Linked DNA regions of Mus musculus: region 2 is linked to region 1. The links are chromatin contacts, called in public HiCAR-type maps. All regions are on one chromosome and are shown on one strand. The core of a region is the stretch at or near the end of the contact, and the rest is flanking DNA. Distances in the headings are between cores, read along the strand shown.

The links. HiCAR-type assays count read pairs that join an accessible place to other places.
Region 2: a HiCAR-type map of fibro-adipogenic progenitors shows a contact between it and region 1, with 3 times the contacts expected there. The contact joins two enhancer-like sites. A contact is called at or near these places in 1 of 484 Hi-C or Micro-C datasets (bone marrow-derived macrophages) and 1 of 115 datasets of contacts at active chromatin or transcription factors (fibro-adipogenic progenitors).

Annotation. Positions count from the first base shown.
Region 1 is chr16:24,494,013-24,497,307 of GRCm38.p6, reverse strand. The region is part of intron 3 of Lpp (LIM domain containing preferred translocation partner in lipoma); the gene reads right to left. Among named protein-coding and RNA genes, the nearest start is that of Gm24440, 89 kb to the right of the region's middle. Within about 2 kb of position 1,652, at least 100 of the 459 cell types and tissues checked have an H3K27ac peak or open chromatin away from gene starts, as enhancers often do. A contact at or near this core is called in fibro-adipogenic progenitors, where this site is marked.
Region 2 is chr16:25,156,756-25,160,050 of GRCm38.p6, reverse strand. All of the region lies in intron 1 of Gm32196 (a long non-coding RNA gene), which reads left to right. Among named protein-coding and RNA genes, the nearest start is that of Gm32196, 20 kb to the left of the region's middle. Within about 2 kb of position 1,665, at least 10 of the 459 cell types and tissues checked have an H3K27ac peak or open chromatin away from gene starts, as enhancers often do. A contact at or near this core is called in fibro-adipogenic progenitors, where this site is marked.

The sequences.
Region 1 (3,295 bases), core at 403-2,902:
GGGGCAGGCATAATTCAGCTGAGAAGAGAAACAGACTGACACATAGCCCTGCTAATCACAGAACCAGTCACCAAACATCACAGCATTCAAGACTAATGAAATAGCATCCCCTACCATCCTCTGGTCTGCATAGAGCTGTGTATGGGCACACCAGAGTGTGGGCCCTCATGCTGCTTTATCAGGAAAGCTAAACCTTAAACAAAAATAAAGGTACCAGCCTAAAACCACAAACACTCTCCATCCTGCCACCTTCTCACCAAATGCCCAACAGCTCTCTTTGAGCCTCACTGTGGTCATTAGTAAAATGAAGGTAACACTCACAAGCCTGCCACCCTTATGGACAAGGTATAGAGAGCTGGTGAATTACTGAATGTGGAAGGGGTTAGTCCACTGTAAAGCGCTTATAAGCCTACGTCATCTATCATACTCCCCAAAGGATTAGTCATGGTCAATAAATTATTACTGTTTATATGACTGGTCTTTCCTGTGGTTTCCTCATAATAGCACCACGCATTTGTAACCATTAAAATTTATGCTTTTACTGAAGCAGAAGATGCACTGGTCTCGGTGTCCCTACGTCTACCTCTGAGCTATTTGTAGAGACTGCTAGAGAATCCCAGAAATCGTGCTTGCTCTTTACCCTTCGGTTCTGGCCCTGAGAAGAAGTCAACATGCACAGTGTTCAGTGCCTTCATTCTTTTATACTGTACAGCACAAAGTGCTCACACTCAGGTCATCTTTAAGATGGTGCCACCCAGACAAGCAAACGGTTGCCCTCGACGAGCACCATGGGTTGGAACTAGGTGATAAAGGGGAGTCAGACGCTACACGGAAGAATCTGATCTCGATATTACAGTGAACACCTAAGGCAAAAGTGTGGCTTTGTCTGGGCTCTGTTTGGTGTTAAAGAACACAATGGCAATTTGATGCAAATCGATCCACTTGGTACTGCTGAACAAGAAGGAACAACATGAAACACAAAGAAACTGATCTGTAGGCTTTGGGGCTAGAAGAGACTTTCAAGGACCAATCGTATTTGCCAGACAGAGAAATGAGGATCTGGAGAATGAAGCATGACTCAAGAGTGAGCTCTGACATGGCTTCCCCAGAACACAGACCTCTTGTCTCCCGATCTCTCCAAAGCAACCCCTCTGTTATACAGCTTCATCTCTGCCCTCCCCTTTCTCCCAGGACCAGGGGGCTGCTCTATAGCCAGCCTAAACTGTAACAGGGAAATGTAGTTCCTGCAGGGTCCTTAACAAGGGAAAGGGGGACTCCTAATGCCCTATGGCTTTCTCAGAGCAGTAACTTTCTACAGTTACTTGGGATAGACAAGCTGCCATTGCGATATAATAACCACAAGGCTGGAAATCTGTCAAGAATTTCCTTTATCTTCTGTCAGAGAAAGTTCCTTTATCTTATGTTAGAAATACACCTTGCGAATGGGGAGAGGTCAGCGTTGACTACAACCATCTACCAAAAGGGTAAGTCACAGATGCCCGTAACAAGACTACAGCACTTAGGGATAACAGATTGCAGAACCCATAAAGACAGAAAGCATTCAAAGCCTTTCATTGCCTCACACGCAGATGACCACACTCCATTCTTCTCTCAGTCTTATTTAACATCTGTGACAGCCCAGTGACTCATCCAGTCCCTGCCTGGAAAACTCTCTCATGCCCAGTTCCATCTTGTAGAGTGCAGGGAAGCAGTGGGACCTCCCTCCTGCTGGCCCCACTTCTCCCATAAAGCAGGCTGAATGGATAAGAGCAGCAATGACTGGGCAAGGCCATGGAAAGGCTGCATTGAATTAGTGTAAAACTGTGGTGTAAACCTGCGCCATGTACTAGATGCCTCCCTACACACACTGATTGTCCAGAGATAAGAGAATGGGGAAAGGAGGTGGACCAAGGTGGAAGAAAGGCATAATGTGCCTAGGATCGAGAAAAGCTCTGCCAAGCACAGGGAACAGTCTGCCAAACATACTTAAGGAAGTCACAATGGAAATGCAAAGCCAGTATTTATTCTGTCTTTTTAGTTCAAGTCACAGAAAGTATCTGGAAGAATTAGAAAATGCTTTGTTTGGGGAATTCCACAGGAAATGAAATTATCTCAGACAAAATTAGAAGGAAAGCAAACAGATACGTTAGATGTCTTGGAGATCACAGCATCCAGCCACTTCACGGCTGAAAAAGGCACGCCAGGAAGAAAGTGCGTTTCACAGTTGAATGGCAGTCGAACTGGGCAGAAAACCTATGTCTGCTGGCTGTAAGAATGATTTCTTAGTTCCCATCCCATGCTAGCATTGATTTGAACACTAACTGAATTAAGCCGACTCATGTCTGAAGAGCAAAGGGAAAATAAACTTTTCCCTGTGGCAGATGCCTGGAACACTGGCTTCTTTCTCAGAACTTCACAGTTCATGTCCTACATAACGTGGAAATCAAGGAGCAAGCGCCCTGTTTCTTCAGTAGTGCACGTACATTTCTTAGCAATGCATTGCATGTCTGGCATCCTCGTCGGCTCCCTCTCCTGCTCCTCTTATTACCATATTAGGCACTGAGTTCCAATGTCTGGGTCACAGGACTCAGGCTGTGAGTGTGAGTGCAATCTGCTCTCTGAGCTGTTTGTCTTTACTGGAAGCCCACTGAGTCCATCTAGGAAACATTCACAGAAATGCAGAGGGCAGGGAGAAGTGATTCACACCCTGAACTTAGAAAGGGGAGAAACGGTGCTTTGGTTTGGTTTTGATTTGTTTTCTTATGCTCACTTAAAGGGACGAGAACCAGATTGGAAGAGAGGGCGGCAAGGTTAGCAAATCTCAGAGGCTTCTGTTCTCCACCGTGGAAACACGGGCCATGGATGAAGCTGTGTGAGGAGAGATTCCTGAGGCCTTGTGAGAAAACTCAAACAAACAAACAAACAAAAACAACAACAACAACAAAACCCAAAAAACAAACAAACAAACAAACAAAAACAAGACAAAAGTCTTGTGAAGTAAGTTTCTTTAAAACAAAGAATGCGATTTTGTGTTCCCCCCACGTGAAGGCATGGGAATGAGTTTACTGCAGCTGTTTTAGTCACGTGCCTCTATGGGAAAACATTTCTTGTCGTGTCCTTTTCATTGTGCATTTAACTCTGGCGACTCTTCTTAACCCTCAGCGTATAAACTGTCCAGTGCTCTAAATAAAGTTGGCTATTACATGAGACTTTAATCAGCTTCCCTTTTAGGTCCCACTCTCCCAGGTTCAAGCTGCCAACGGGAGCAATAAAACCTTCACAATTGTATGTATCT
Region 2 (3,295 bases), core at 416-2,915, 660 kb before region 1:
GCTACAGCAAACCACCTAATCCTCTAGCATAGTCTCTAAGGTTTGTCTCCTCCACTTCATTCTGTATCAACTGCAGCCAAGGAAACCTAAGAACTGAATATTGTTTCAGCTATAATGAAAATGACATAGATAGATAGATAGATAGATAGATAGATAGATAGATAGATGATAGAGATAGAAGATAAATACATGCTAGACAAGTAAATAGATAAATAGAAAATAGTGTATAGATATATAATATGGAATATATAATATTAATAATAGAAATTATCAAAATAGAAACATTTTATAGACTTTTTCTATGCTGCCTTTTATTATATAAAGAATTTACATATTTTCCCCAGTTTGCAGAAGAGGAAGCTGGGTTTTAAAGTACTGGTTTAAAATACAGTTTAACCAATGAAAAGCATAGTTAAAGAAATTCTACAAATAATCTCTGCTTGCACTAGATAAATGAGCTTTTGCAAAGTAGGAAAGTTTTATCTGAATATTTTGCAGGAATAATAATAAATACTCTGGTCACCAGATTTTTCATTTTCTTTCTCCCAGGATAAGCAATACATTACCAAAAGAGCTAATTAATTATTAGCACTCATTAATCTATACAAGTGGTTCTCAACCTTTCCAATGCTATTACCCTTTAATACAGTTTCTCACATTGTGGTGACACACACCCCCAAGCACAAAATTATTTTTGTTGCTACTTTATAACTGTAATTTTGCTACTGCTATGAATCATAATGTAAATATCTGTGTTTTCAGATGATCTTAGGTGATCACTAAAGGGTTCATAACCCACAGGTTGAGAACCATGGCCTCTAAACCAGGATCCAGCAGCCCTTTCACATTGTACTGTCATAGGTTAAGTAAATAAATGTCAGTCCCTTGCTCTTACCATAGCATGCCCCTCAGAAATACCAGTGGTTGTCTATTTTCTGTAGTTATCAAAACTTCTACAAGTCAAGTGTCTTCCTGAGAATGTTTTCCCCAAATTTCTCCCTCACTTTCTACAGCCTAGACCATTCCTCTTTGAAAGCAAACTTTTTTGTCTGTCTGCATTTGCTAATGCACTTCTTAACCTTCACATCCTCCCCATTCTTCAACAGTAATATTAAAGACAGCTGTCTTTGGCAACACAGCTGAAATTCTTATTTGTTCATGGTGACCCTGTCTGACCTGGAGATATCCCAAGTCCCTAGAGCACCTATCCTCTTTTGCATAATACAGGCCATGGTCTCCATTCTGTTTACCAATAAAAGCCCTTGTTCCCTCCTCTTCTCCCTCCTCCTACCCCTCTTCCTCCCACCCCCTTCTCTCTCCTCTGTCTTCCTACCTGCACTTATGCCTGCATAGCAAACACAATGCCACTAAAATATTTGTATCGAATTAGTAAAGAAAAAATGAAATGTGGAAAATGTTAAGTTCTGTGTCTCTGCCTCAGGCAGAGCTTAACTGCTGTAAACAGCACTTGTGATTCCAAAGCCCCATTGTCTCACCAGACCCAGTAATGAAAGTCACTTCTCCTAATGACATCCTTGTGGAAACTTTTGTGACCAGCCAGTTGACATCTTTGGATCATAACCCAACTGCTAGTTTCAAAGGGTGACTCAACCACTAGCCTTAGGCAAAAATGTCAGTGTCACCATGCCCTCAATCAGTTCAAAGACTGGGAGTCAAAGAATTTCAGCACATCACAGTGTGTGAGCTGAGGCGTTGAAAAGTGTGCTCTCCACAAGCCAGACCCTGGGGGTAGTTGTCACCCAAATCATTCAAAAGAATAACCAGAAGGTTGACTTTGGTCACAGTCTGCTTCCTAGGAAATCATAAAATTATTCTACCCATGGGTGACAATTGGGAAGAGAACACTCAGTCATGGAAACCCTAATGCTATAAAGAGCCTACATAATATTATCAAGATTATTATTATTATTATTATTATTATTATTATTATTATCTTGATTGCCAATTGGAATCAACTAAGAGACACCTCTGGGTAAGGGAGTTCCCAGAAAGGATTGCCTGGGTGAGGAAGAGGCTTCTTGCTGTTCTCTGTTGCCATTGCCAGAGATTCCAGTATCTTCCATTTTCATTTTAACTATGTGCATTTCTGTGTGTTGGGAACTGGATGTGTGTAGTTGAAGGCATGTGCCTATAGAGTCTGGAAGAGGTAGCTAGGTCTCATAGAAATGTTGTTACTGGTGGTTGAGAACCAGCCAATGTGTGTGGGTGCTGAGAACCAAACTTGGCTTCTTTGCAAGAGGAAATAAATCATCTCTCCAACCCCAGACTCCAGCTTCTTTGGTCTTCCAAAGAGGTCTAAAGACAAAAAACTCTCCAAGAGTCTTCAGGTCTTTCTTCAGCACCAGATTGGGACTACTAAAAAAATCCAGCTTCAAGGACTGGATTTTTGTCCGCTCCCGCATTTGGGTGGTCAATGTTGGACTGACTACCCAGCCTCTATCCTGTAAGCCAATCTAGTGAACTCTGTTTTATAATATGGATATATTCCATCAGTTCTCTTCCTTTATATAACTGCCCAATTCAAGGGGCAGTTCTAGAGAAACTGAATTATAAGGATGAATTTCTCTATTGGTCTTGGTGGTAACTGTATCTGGCTTTCCAATTTAAAGGATGTGATCTTGTTCCTTGGGGTGGAGATGGGGGGGAGCCCTAATGAGATAGAGAAGACTGAACTGTCAGACTCTAATGGTTTTATTTAACCTTAGTTTCCCCACTCTTAATGGCAGATGCCTCTCTCAACCCTGCCCCTTGCAGTATTGCCCTGTCTATTCCTGCCTGGGGCAATTAATTCCGCACAGTCAACAGAATTGACAGTGACAGTCTTTGCAAAATATGCCATGCAAGACAATGATGATGTCCCTCAGAAGCCATGCTCTTCACCCATCTAGAACTACAGCCGGTCTTCAACCTTTGTATGTCCAACAAGTCACCAATGACAAGGTATATTATACCTCTAAAGAACTTTAGTGTTCTAATCTACAGAAGCAGATTTTTGGAGTTTGTGGGGGAATGTAACTAGTGGTAGGGAATAGTGTTAGAGGGAACATAAAACTGTAACAATATGGATGCATTGACAAGAGATTCTTGGTTTAGTTGCAGATCACACAGTTTCAATGGATACTAACTGTTTAGTTGACAGATTCGCTGAAGTATAGAGTAAAGAATAGCCTTCTAAGAACAAGCAAAGGAAGGCTCATATCCCTTGACTTAATGTTGATGAAGACATTTAAAGGCTTGAGGAAAACTTGAATGGTAGAACAGATTTGTAATTCAA